Regions from separate parts of the Sus scrofa genome. Here regions 1 and 3 are each linked to region 2. Evidence: chromatin contacts called from public Hi-C and HiChIP or PLAC-seq data. All regions are on one chromosome and are shown on one strand. Each heading gives the region's core, a stretch centred on a gene start, on an enhancer-like site or on the middle of the called end of the contact. The rest is flanking DNA. Distances are from core to core; before and after follow the strand shown.

Region 1 (4,330 bases), core at 607-3,106, 76 kb before region 2:
CATTCAACATCCTCCCACCAATGTGGAACCAGGACTGTCCTGACCTTGTCCTGAGTTAACTGAACTACCAAGGCCTGAGCACAAGGTGGGAACCAGGGGGGAGATTAATCAGGCAGCACCAGCTGGTTTGGCTGGTAATCTCACCCTCACCAGAAGCCAGCGTGGCTGCCATGATCCTGTAGCCTTTTATGGTTATACATGTATAAATGAGTATGAAATACAGAGATTTTCTCTATTGCTTCCACGAAGAGTTCAACCTACCACACGAATTTTAAATCTCACAAGTTTCACTCCACCAGAGACACTTAATGGAAAGAATTATTTCATGTTTTACTTAATAATTTAAGTAAAACTTCCCAAATCACATCGCTAAACTGTCTCTGGAATCTCAGGCAGGCTGCCCAGGCTTGCCGTACAATGGGTTGTAGTTACACTGTTGTTCATGAAAATGCAAAACAAAAACAAACCCTCAAAGCATAAAGGCATTTCTTCTTCATGAACTTCTTCATTCTTCGGTTTTCAGTTTTCTCTCCTTTTTTACATAAAGGGGAAATATTCCCCTTTGTTGCATGGCTTTAGTTTTCTCCAGGTTTATAGCTCACCTTCAATTTAACAAGTTTTTAAAAAGTCCAGAAAAGAATTACAACTCAATGGAGCAATGCCACTCAGAAAAATCTTGGGAAAGCCCCAATTACGAACGTTTATTTTTTCAGTCCTTTAGTCATATTTCTATTTTGAGGAGTTACAGTGTCATATTTCTGTGACTGTTTTCCAAGAGCTCGGTTGGCTAACTGGGAGCTGTGAAGCTATGAATTAAAAATGTTGAAAGCTCAAGTAAAGGGTTTTCCGTCAAACTCTATCAAATGGGCTGGAAAAGAAAGGCCCTCAGCCCGGTCCCTCCACCTCCACTGGCCCGTCCCCAGCCTGGAGAGAGATCCGGAGCAAAGGGGAAGGGGCCGGCCACCTCTTCCATTCAGGCGGGAGCTTCAGGCCATGCTCAGCTCTGAAGGGCGATACAACATCCATACTCCTTGCACGGCTGCAAGTGGGCAGCTGCTCCGTGGGGATGTGCACGTGCACGTTGTGGGAGGAGGCGGCGGCCATCCCGGGGTGGGGACAGCTCTCTGAGGACCCATTTTGAGGACACAAAAGCCACATCTCAGTACCCAGTCTTCTACTTACTAAAGACGTCATCTTGGTCGCAAGTAATTTATTTGCTCTTCAGATAAAGCCCAGGAGTGGCTTCGATGCTGCTCGGAATTCAGTAGGGAGCAGAGTACACGTATCCGGGGGGGGGGGGGGGGGCGCACTGCTGATCATCAACCTGCGGACAAGTGAACTCGAACTTGAGGGTGAAAGCAGCAGCCCAGCCACGTACCGTCACCAGAAGGTCCCTCTGAATCCCTGCTCTGCCGTCCTGAGGCGTCTACGAGCTGCTCTCCCTCGGCACCCACATTGATCCCCTGAGGGACAGGGACCCACGCTCTCCCCAGAACACCAAGTTAGGCCCAGACTAAAAGCCCGGCGTGATGTGAGACGGGAAGTGATGGGAAAAATCACCCCTGCTCTGAGCATTTAGGTTCTGTTCTCTAAACCCATTTTTTAAGAACAGCAGCCACTGACACTGTTCCTTCTCTGACCTAAAAAACACCTTTTCCAGGCTGCTATGTCCCCGTCACCCTCCATTTATAACTTCCACTTCTCTCCAAATGCTGACAGCTTACAGGTGTGCTCAGGACTGAAAAGAACTACTGATCCTGGACGCAGAGCTAGCGCCAGGATAAAGCACATTCACAGACGGAGTGTGTCCGTGGCCGGTATTTCTCCGCAAAGCTGCTGAGTCACCCCAGGGCCGCCCTAGGCACTGCCGCTGAGCCCGCACCCTCTCCTGTCTATCCAGATCCTTCCCTCCTCACAGGCACAGAGGTGGCATGCATGCACGCCAGGCACGTGTGTGAGATGCATGTCCGCCTTGCACACACGGTCCCAAGTACACGCGCAGGCTCACACACTCAGTTTCCCACAGAAGCATCGAAGTGTGTTTGGGCTGGAGGGTCGCCCAGGGGCAGCCACTGCCCAGCCAGATAATTACACACGTGACCCCGAGTCTGAGAATGCGCTCCTTTTCCCACAGCCAGATGATTACAAAGTCCAGAACTCAAACCCCAATGAATACACCATTCTTTAAAAGGAGAAAATGTGTGTGTGTGTTGAGGCTATTTTTAAAAGCTGAGCGCATCAATTCATCCCCTTAAAAACCTCAAGTGGCCAAGCGCAGGCACCACCATGAACTAAACACGTGGGGATCACAGGGTCCCTTCTAATTTCTTCTACTCAATGACGTCTCTCCATGTCTTGATTTCTAGAAAACACACGCTAAAGCTAACACACCTAACTGTAAAAGAAAAATAGGAAAAAGTTCTTATTTTTAGAGTCTGGACAAAAATTATAGTCACACGCCATCGTGGCTGTGTCTTCAGAACCACAGCTGCAGGCGGAGCCCTGCGGTTCCCTGCACCATAGTCATGGCCACCACTCGGCTAAAGGCCATGTGCTCTTCTGCAAGTTCCCGGGACGCAGCCAGGACCCCAGGCCTGGGGCCGACATGGTGACATCTGCGCTCTGCCAGGTGGGGGACAGGTCACCAGGACAGAGACCTCAGCCTCCACTCACCTCTCCCCCCCACCCCACCGCCAGCAGCTTTGGCAAGGCATCCTGAACTTATCTGAAACAGCTCGGCTGATGGGTTCTAACAGTGGCTCGATCACAGTTAACAAGCCACAGGGAAGCATCTCCCCGTTAGACAACCACAGTCATAAATCCCTCTGTATTTTTAGGAAACGTCCCCATGTCTGTCTATGACTCACTCACACAGCACACAGTGAACACATGTGGTTTTAACCGCAGAGCTTCACTGCTGGATTTGAGCAGGGCAAAGGCCTGTCACGCTCCCCAATCTCTGGTGCCATCAAAAGCTCCCTGGGGCTCGGATCCCACCTGAAACCCACTGGGTGACGGCAGGCCTGGTCCTTGCCCACTAGACCGCACAGCACAGTGCTGTCACTCCAGTGCCCCTCCCAGCCCCACATGGAAGGTCCACAGAGGGCTGCTGACGTCTGCCTGGGGCTCCATCTCCAGCCCCAGGACAGCATCACTGAGCAGGACAGGCCTCTGCTTCAGGACGGCCACCCCCGGCTGCCAGCTCTTCAGGTCACAATAACCCTGAGCAAGTGTCCCTGTGTGTGGACACCTGACTCCTTCACTGCCAGGTAACTCTCACCTGCTTCTGCACCCGAAGCCTCAGTTCATCTAATTCTTAAAGCAAGCATAAAAGCCTGTGAAAGCAGTTCTCAGGCCTGGCTATGCCTTCCTTTCCAAGCCAGCCCCTCAGTCTTGCTAACGCATCTACATGGATGGGAGTTTCTAGGCTTTTGCTGCCAACTTTTTTGTAGACCCAGAAGATGGACAAATTCCCAGGTGTCTGCAACACTCCTTCACCACCAGCAGCGAGCCCCCTCGAACCTGGACAACCCCTTCTCAGAGTCAGAGACATGGAGCCCTAAGCCTGAGGTGAGACGGCAGCCCAGTGGCCCCCTCAGCTCCAACCTCATCCCGCCTGGGTGGCTCAGATACCAAAGCCTGGGGGCCCCATCAGTAAGACCCACCTGTCGGAACCCAGTTCCAAGCGAGGGGGCCCAGGTGTGAACCCAGAGCCTCACTCCCCCTCAATAAAATAGGCTGACACCTCCTTCCTGAGGGGCTGAGACCAAAATCAATAGGACACAAGCCCCAACAGCCAGCCCCTCATAGGGGCTGACCCCAGCGGAGCCCTCTGTCCACTGTGTCAACCCAGGCAGTGCGGCCACCACCCCCGCCCAGACTCTCTTAGCCTTTTTATGATAAAACAAATCACAGATTCAGAAAATACACAAAACGAGTGCACAGTTTAATAGGTTACTCTAAGGCGAAGCTCTCGTGACCACAACCAGGTCAAGAAACAGATGTTGAACCCCCATAAGCCCCTCCCAGTGGCTACAGAGCCCCCCCCCACCTACCACCCATGGGTTGTGTAGCCACCACTGCTGTGTTACCGATGCCATTCTGCAGGTCAACCCTGGGAACCGGCCTGGCCACGTATGTTTTTACTGATGTGTCCTTCCTGTCCTGGTGCCCGCAGGCCTCTCATTCTGCCCTCCTCCTAACACTGTTTTGACCTGTGAGTTCCCACCCGCCACCCCTCAATCTCGCCCTCCTGGTATGATCAGCACGTTCTTTCATTCTCGGCATCTGTGCCACTGGCCAGGCTGCCATCTCTGAAACGGTCCAGGCT
Region 2 (4,045 bases), core at 224-2,723:
TTCAGCACAATTCAGGAGTCGCTGTTGTGAAACCAAGTCTGTCCTTCTCAAGGAGCTGAACTCTCAGACCCAGGTTCCTAAGGCCAGCTCCACACCCTCCAATGTTACACGGAGAGGAAAATGCTCCAATTCATGTGTGGCAGTGGCATGTGGTCTATTTAATTCTGGCCAGTCTGTGTAAATATAAGTAACACAGCTATTTTGACGCGGCAATCAAAGAATGCAAGAGAATATGAAGGAGGAACAAACAAATGATAAAATGAGCTCTTTTTTGAGGGGCAGGAGAAAGATCCTACCAAATAGCACGCATGCCTAGTTCCTTAAAGTAGCACTTACATTCCTAAACCAAAATACTCCAATCATATTAATAGGGCAGCGTGAAAAATAATCTGGAGAAGATCCTGTAGGGAGAAGACCCACCCTCCCATCGCCTCTCAGCAGTCCTTTAAGTGTATTTATTACATAGCCACGGGGTGCGAGCACCTCAATGTTTAAATCATCTTTAATCAAGATTTGAGACCTAAGGGCACGTTCGTGGGGGAAAATGCCTTCCGGTTGCACGTTTAATTCAGACTTTTGTGACTCTCCTTTAAGTCAGTGCTCTGCGCCGCCCAAGGTCCCGCAGCCCTGCCCTTTGTTACAGTATAGACCCTGCCGACAGGCTCGGCCCCCCGCCACGGACACCCGGGGCTTCCAGCTCCAGCCCAGATTGCATGCGGGTCCCACGGCGGACAAGCATCAGGTCCCACGGGCAGGACGCAACTCCACGCGCCTCAACCCCGCACAAGGATGCCCGAGCCGGTGCCCACCGGCGGCTAGCGCCCAAATCCGCGCGCTGGCCCCGGCCTGGGACCTAATCAGGTATGAACACTTATGTAATCGCGCAGGGGCCACGCCTTTCCCACCGCCCCACCTCCGCCCGGACAAAGTGAAGTTTAAAATAGAAACCAATTACCTGGCCTGGGCAGCGCCTCGGCGCCTGGAGCGCGGTCCGCGCAGCCACGCGCACCCAGGGCCCCGGCCCCCACTCCCCCGCCCCCACAGACCCCCGTCCCGGCCCACACTCCCCCTACCCCCGCAGACCCCAGTCGGAGCTCTCACTCCCCCGCCCCCTTCAGACTCCCGCCCCGGCCCTCATCCCCCACTCCAGCTAACCCCCTCCCGGGTCCCCACTGCCCCAGCCCCGAGCAGACCCCGCCCCAGTCAGGACCCTACTCCCAGACCAGGCCCTCACTCCCGGGCCAGGCCCCCCATTCTCCCGCCCCCACGCAGCCCCGGGCCCTGCCTGCCCCACCCCCCCAGACCCATTCCCCCGATCCGTCCCCGGCCAGACCCCCTCCCCCGGCCCGCACGGACCCCCGCCTTTGTTACGGTGCGAAGTTGGGCCGTGGGTCCCCGTCTCTTTCACTTCTTGGGTTACAGTGCAGGCTTGTGACGTCCGCTCCACATGACGGGGGCGGGGGGCGGGCACCGGGGGGCGGGGGCGCGGGCCGGGTCCTCCCCCACCTCTCCGCCCATCCCTCCCCGCCTACAGCCCTCCCCCAGTAAACTGGGCCTCCAGAGGCCGCAGCCCAAGCCGCGGGGCGGGCAGGTAAATACTACCCCCCTCCCCCCGTCAGGCGCCCTGGGACCAGCGCCGCACCCGCGGGAGAAACAGAAATAGGAATGATTTAATCCAGCGACACCTCCCCCTACTGCCCATTCCTCAATCCGCGATCTCACAGAGATTGGGGAAGGAGAGGGGCAGAATCGGGTAGTATTCGGATTTAGGGAGCGGAAATGGCCCGGCGGGCGACGCGGGCTGGACCCCACCTTGTAACCGAGTTAGGATCTTGCTGGGGGAGGACGAAGGTCTCCTGGGTTGGCCAGTGGACTATCGGGATGACCTCCGTGCGGCCCTGCAGGCGGACACACTGTGCGTGGACGAGGCCCGGGCGCGGGATCCCTCCCAGGGATCCCCCTGCAGGGGTCTCGGGGAAGGAGGGGGTACACGTGTGTCCTTAACCCGTTCCCTGCAGCAGCAGCATCCATCTCTGAGCGAAGCAGCAAAGCAACTCCAGCACTGAACAGAGCTGCTCCTTGGTCCCTTACACACACACACACACACACACACACACACACAGAGCACTACTAATATTCCTAGAGAAGTTGGTGCCCTACTAAACCCAGAGGAAACGTGGGGGGGCCCGTGACGCACTCCGCCGGTGAATGTGCCCATTGTGCCGGGGAGCCGTTGCCAGTGCTTCGCATTCTTAAGTAGGTGGGCAGTAAAATTGCACTGACCCTGGGCAGGTCACATTCTATAATTTGCCACGGCCTAAATATCAACTTCCAGTGAGAAAATAAAATTTGAAGTTGGAAGGTACATGCTGTCCTTCACTTTTTCTAGAGTTAACAACAGTTTCAACAATCCTGGACCTCGATACGCCTAGCGAGTGACGAGTAGAATCCATCACTCTGACCCCAGGCGCTCAGGGCGCGCCTGCCGCGTGGGAACGAGACGGAAGGAACCACACATTTCGATCCCCCAACCTCTGAGAAGCATAATCACATCCCTCCTTTTCTTCCCCTTCTGCAGGTTTCGACTTGCATCCGAAAGCACTTCTTTTGCCCGTTCTTTACAGAACACTCGGAGGAGGCAAGGTCTCTATTTGGAATGCTGCATGCCCACCTAGCTGCAAAGATTCAGATAATAGCGTGTCCGTGTATACAGCTCATAACTGTGCAAATCAGGACCCTGCGGATGCGCGGGGCTGGTCGGACTTAGTGTGCAGACACATGGGCGCATGCACGCGCGCGCGCGTACACACTCACACCCCAAATTACCTCCGGGATGGAGAAAGCCGCTGCGGATTGGCCCGGAGAGCCGTCACTCACACCCAGGGGGCAGGGAGACTTTGCAAGGCTGTTTCCTTCCACCACCCCCCCTTCATTTATTGGTAAAACAACAGCAGAGCTCTGAAAGTTAGCCTTCTGCACCGAGAGTTTGCCTTCTTTAAACGAGGGAGGCATCATACGATATCCATTTAAATCTATTTTCTACTTCCACAGTGGATGAAAGGGGAAATTAGCAATCGGGATGGGGGCGGAGAGGCAGCTCGCTGTAAAAAGGAGGGGGTCATCCGGGAGGGGTGGACGCAGGGAGAAGAGTTGTTCTCAACACCCAAAAGGGACTTTGACCTTTCATTGATCTCGAAATTAAAAAATGTTTTTCACAGGTCAGATTGTATCAAACGCCGGTCCTAATTGATGAACTCATTATTTTAATTTTATTATTTAAACACACGCCAGCAATCGTGTTTCCTTAAGAAAGAACTGACCTATTTTTGGCTGGAGATAAAGGATCATGTTAACAGATGTTAATCTTGTAATCTGTTTTTCCTGTAAGCACTTTACATACCCGGGTTTCAGACCTTAAAAATAACATCTTTTCCAAAAAGACCTGACGTCACAATTCACTCGCTGAAAAATCGCTCCCCCTCTCCAGTTTTTTTCCTCCGCAATGATTTCAAAGACATTAAATCTTTTTCACTTTATAAATGCTGATTTGTTCTGCCTCAACTCCCACAGGCTTTTATTTGCATTTCAAATTCCACAGGTTACACCAGTCGCCTTTTCAAAAAATGTAAACCAACAATGAAGCAGCAAATGGCTTTTTGTGCGTCTGGATTAAATAAGGCACAGAATAAATATATTTTAAAAGAGGGCTGAGCAAGTTGTTCTTTGCACACCCGGAGATCAAGTAATTCTTTATCAATAAACCCAGCGGAATGATTAAGACACAGACACACAACACCAGAAGCTCCTGGTCAGATCCTGGTCTGCTGCGAGGAGCTTATTACCGCTGATAATAAATGGGGCTGACTTACAGACCCACATTTTTCGGGTAAAAGGCTCGGTCTCTCTGGTCCGTAGCAGCAGGACCCCAGCCCACCAAGGCCGATTGTCACCGCACACCAACCTTCCTCCACGAACCGCTGTTTTAAATACCCAGCTCGGCTGGCTTTTAACAAACTTATTCATACAAAGTTTCTCTAAAACTTGA
Region 3 (4,366 bases), core at 1,776-4,275, 92 kb after region 2:
CCCACTAATTTTTAAATAGGTGCCTGGTATCCTGCTGTACTGTTATTCATCTAACTGGTCCTCTATCAAAGGGCATTTAAATGTTTCCAAAATGTTGCTCTGTATCTACCTAGTTGTGCATTTATGAAAGTTTACCTGTGGGGTGGATTCTTAGCAGTAATATTGATTAGACAAAGGACACGTGCGCTTAAATTTTAATAGATGTCGCAAAACCGCCTTCCAAAAAATGTTCCTAAGTATCCAGTGCCCTGGCAGGGCCCATTTCCTCACATGCTCTGGGCCCATGTCTTTGTTCTTTGAAGAAGTTTCAAGGACCGCTTGACTGGGGTGGAGGGGTGCACAGGAAAGAAGGGAGTGCTAGGGAGGGAAACCAGCAGACTTCGTGGCTCAAACTAGAACAGCTCTATTTTAATTTTATATAAACTGCCATTCTGATATAAGGTTTTTGATAAAGGGGTTCAGCTTTAAAAAAGGGATAGCAACAAGGACCTACTGTATAGCATAGGGAATGATGCTCAATATTGTAAAATATACTCAATATATTAAAATATTCAATATATTAAAATATTTTAAAATAATAAAAAATTATTTTCACTCTAAGGGAAAATAATCTGAAAAAAATATATATATATAACTGAATCACTGTGCTGTACATCTGAAACTAACACAACATTGTAAATCAACTAATCTTCAATTTAAAAAAAGAAAGATAAAGGTTTGAAAACCATGGCTGGTTCTATAAAGCCATAGTTCCTCCCTCTTCCAGAGTCTCATTTCGTCCTGCTGTGGCCCCCAAATGGTCCTGCAAGCTGCCTTGCCCCAGGTATCCACCCCCTTGGTATTCCCATCCCCAGTGTGTAACCAACCAATAGCCTAATGGAGAAAAGATGTCGTGAGATGTCCAAACTGTGGCATCTGAAGACACTGCAGCTTCTGCCTTAAACTCTGATCACGCACTCATTCTGGAGGGAGGTGGCCACCAGTAGGACAAACCAACAGCCCTGAGCAGACTTCACTCGATGTAGGACCAGCCAGCCTGCTGTTGAGTCACCATTCTGGAAGTGGCCTGCAGGTGACCACAGCCCCAAGGGACACATTCATGCAATCTCTTTAGTGATCCTGAGCCAGAACCACCAGCTTAAGCCAGTGCTAAATTCCTGACCCACAGGAAAAGCAAAAACAAACAAACAAACAAACAAACCAAACAAAAAACCTAGAGAATTCCTGTTGTGGTGCAACAGAAAAAAACCCGACTAGTATCCATGAGGATGTGGGTTGAGGATCCGGCGTTGCCATGAGTTGTGGTGTAGGTCGCAGACATGGCTTGGATCTGGCGTTGCTGTGGCTCTGGTGTAGGCCAGTGGCTATAGCTCCGATTAGACCCCTAGCCTGGGAACCTCCCTATGCCGCAGGAACGGCCCTAGAAAAGATAAAAAGACAAAAACAAAACAAAACAAAACAACCAAAAAAACCCTGTTCCCTTTAAGATTTAGATGGTAAAGAAAAGGGAAGGTCCTTCAGGGTTTGCTTAGGGCTTGGAGACGATGCTCACTTTTCACTTTGTAAGAAGAAGAGGAAGGAGGGATGAAGTTAAAAATGCCATCTATGGGGGATAATGGATAGAGAGAGGGGTAAAAAAGAGAAGTCAAGTTAAGGGTGAACTAGGGGAAGGGTAGGTTTTACGCCCCAAGACAGGGCAGTGAATTGTGCTCTGGACTGCACTTGGTGCTCAATCCATACACATGGAGCCATCGGATGTTTGAGTGGAGTAGGTCCAAGGGGGCCAAAGTAAGCATGGAGGAAGGTCAAGGCTGGGGCTCTACAGGGTGCCAGTGAGAACCCCCTGGGAATCCAGGAGGTAAACCCAGTCCTATCTGCTGAGGGGTTTCGGGGGAGTAAGGGGTCTGAGAGGTAAGGAGCAGAACTGTCCCTGAGGAGAGAGCTCAGAGTCCTGTGCAGTGAGCACCCAGGGAAGGGACAGAGAGGCCCCAGGGGCTGGGCCACCACTGACTTTTCTTAATCAAGAGCCAATGCCTTTTGTTTCCCTCTGGAAGGTCCTTGAGTCCCTGCGAGGCCTGGCTTATCCACGACAGTGGAGGCTTTGTGCTTCTCTCTGAAATAAAACTTTTATCTTAAAAAAGAAAGTGTATCCAATGCAGTCTGTCCTAATCACCATATTCAGCGCTTCCTCAACTCTGGAGGGGAGGGCGCATGGGCTCTGGTTCCCTGGGGCACAGGGGAAAGTACCAGTACTGCAGAAGCTGGCTCCTAATTCTTTCTTCCCTATCTCTCTTATAATGTGTCAAAGATACACAGGAAGTTTAATTCCAAAACTTGGCTTTGATTTTTTTTTTCCAGCTAAACATTGGGAAAGACCAGGCCATGTGGCCAGGGAAAGTGAAACGTGGATTAAATTCCCAAACATGTGGGGCAGCGTGACAAAAGGGCCCAGGAATGCCGAGCAGGGCCGGGAGCATCCGCAGCTGGCACAGGTGTGGCCTGCTTGGGAGGAGATGCTTCCCTGTGTCTAGGGCTTGAGGGAGAGAAGCTGGCTGGCCATGACTCACAGGCCTCTTTTTGTTCTCCGAAGGCCGGAGTGAACTGAGGACTCATTAGAGGCCCTGCGCTCCCCCAGCAGGTCCAGTCAAGCCTCTTTGACCCAACTTGCACTGGAGCCTGACAGCAGTCTCGCAGGCTCAGCGTCCGGGCCCACAGGCTAGGGATACCCTTGCAAGACGGAAGGGCGGGTTCTGAACCAGGTGAGATAGGGAGGAGGGCCCCGGCGGTCACGTGACCGGCAACATGAAAGCAATTTTGTTAACATTCTGGGCTCCAGGGTCGCGGAGCGCGGCCGGGGCCCCTTAAAAAATCCACGGATCGCCTGCGCCGCGTGTGCCTGCAGATCGTGCAAACTCCCGGGAGCGGAAGGCGGGCTGCTCTCCCGGTCGCCCAGTCGCCTGGCCTGGAATGAGGCCACCACCCGGCAGGTCACCATGCCGGAGTACGTGCCCCGGCCGGTGGCCCAGCGGGACTCGGGTTTGTCGCCGCACAGAGCAGGGGACACTCAGGCCCTGAGGACGCCGGCCCCGGGTCCCAGGATCGCGGCCCGCTTCACAGCCGCTCTGGTGATGAGGGGACAGATGCCCGCGACATCCTAGTAAAGATGTGGGCTCAGCCCACCAGGGAGGCGCTGGGCTGGGATTTAGGCGGCGGCTCGGCTGGGCCAGGGAGGGAACAGTTCTTCCTGGGCCCGCGGCTCCAGCGCGGCCTCCATTTCCCGGCTCTGCGCGGCGGCCTTTGTCTCGGCGGGGCCCGTGGCGCCCCCTGCTGGCCGGCCTGGGCCGCGCCTCCTCGGCCTCTTCCGGATCTTGCTAGTTTCTCTGGAGGCCGCGGCCACACAGACAGAGATTATGCAGTTTTGCTCGCTGCAAAGGAGATGCTTGCATGGCTGTGCCTGTAGCCCTTCAGCGCTCGCGGTTCCCCTGTCAACTCAGAGGCGGCCAGACAGGAGCGGCAGCTTTGCTGGGAGAACCCCGTTTCCCTCAGCAGCTTCAGTGGGGCCGAGAATCCTGGGCTTGTGCCACAAAGCTTTAGAAAATGGCTCCATTGAACCTTTCCAGAGATGTTCCCCAAGCCGCAGAGGTTTGGCCATTTGAAGCCCTTTTAAGTCAATATACCAAAGAGCTTTAGTCTGGATTAACTGCACAATGCCAAAATTTCACTTTTAAAAGCACAAGGACTAAGTGCAACCTAAGCGTATTTGTAAACCAGGCAAAACAGGCACTTGGGAGAGCCCTCCTCTCCCCACACCCCTCCCTCCATCCCATTTTGTGCCTTTGCCCAGAGCCTCAGGAGCCAAAAATCCTGGCAACTCTCTTCTTCCCGCTGGCAACGGCGAAGTGTGGGCGCAAAGAGGTCATCTTTTAAATCTCTGAAGGATTCAAGTCAGTGTGTGTCACAAAAAAGCACACTTCCCCTCAGCTCAAGGTGGGGGGAAGCCTAGGAGGGTCCCTGGTGCAACAGCTGGACCTAGGAGGGCCCTGGTCAGGCGACCCCACCTCTCTCCATCCCCCAGCACATCGCAGGTTCTCGATAATGAAACAAGGATTCTGCCAAAGAAATCCACTACGATGCCCCTGGCTTTCTAGGAGCAATAAATGAAAGTCTCTTATAGTAAAAAAAAAAAAAAAAAAAAAAAAAAAGATTGATGAAGTCGTCAGGGAGAGGCAGAGAAAACACAGCCTAATCCAGCAACTCAAGACAACGGTGCAGAAGCAATTTGCTTCTGAAACTCTAACAGGAGATGCTTTAGCACTTCCTGGCAGCACTGCAGGAGCCAGCAAATAAATATTTCCACATGGAAGAA

What was found. Hi-C and Micro-C count contacts between places; a contact is called where the count stands out from the background. HiChIP or PLAC-seq counts read pairs in DNA pulled down with a chosen protein or histone mark.
Region 1: an H3K27ac HiChIP or PLAC-seq map of skeletal muscle shows a contact between it and region 2. The contact joins the enhancer-like site here to the promoter of ZNF516 in region 2. A contact is called at or near these places in 11 of 47 Hi-C or Micro-C datasets (embryonic fibroblasts, fetal heart ventricle, fetal skeletal muscle and 6 more) and 2 of 2 datasets of contacts at active chromatin or transcription factors (alveolar macrophages and skeletal muscle).
Region 3: a Hi-C map of brain shows a contact between it and region 2, with 4 times the contacts expected there. The contact joins the enhancer-like site here to the promoter of ZNF516 in region 2. A contact is called at or near these places in 1 of 5 promoter capture datasets (liver), 10 of 47 Hi-C or Micro-C datasets (brain, embryonic fibroblasts, epiblast stem cells and 5 more) and 2 of 2 datasets of contacts at active chromatin or transcription factors (alveolar macrophages and skeletal muscle).

What each region holds. Positions count from the first base shown.
Region 1 is chr1:148,061,152-148,065,481 of Sscrofa11.1, reverse strand. The region is part of intron 2 of ZNF516 (zinc finger protein 516); the gene reads right to left. Among named protein-coding and RNA genes, the nearest start is that of ZNF516, 76 kb to the right of the region's middle. Within about 2 kb of position 1,856, at least 32 of the 83 cell types and tissues checked have an H3K27ac peak or open chromatin away from gene starts, as enhancers often do. A contact at or near this core is called in alveolar macrophages, skeletal muscle and subcutaneous adipose tissue, where this site is marked.
Region 2 is chr1:147,985,088-147,989,132 of Sscrofa11.1, reverse strand. It overlaps ZNF516 (zinc finger protein 516), which reads right to left and starts at 1,473. Exons shown (of 7, transcript XM_021099077.1): 1 at 1,357-1,473.
Region 3 is chr1:147,894,525-147,898,890 of Sscrofa11.1, reverse strand. No RefSeq gene overlaps it. Among named protein-coding and RNA genes, the nearest start is that of ZNF516, 91 kb to the left of the region's middle. Within about 2 kb of position 3,025, at least 56 of the 83 cell types and tissues checked have an H3K27ac peak or open chromatin away from gene starts, as enhancers often do. A contact at or near this core is called in alveolar macrophages, brain, epiblast stem cells and 2 more, where this site is marked.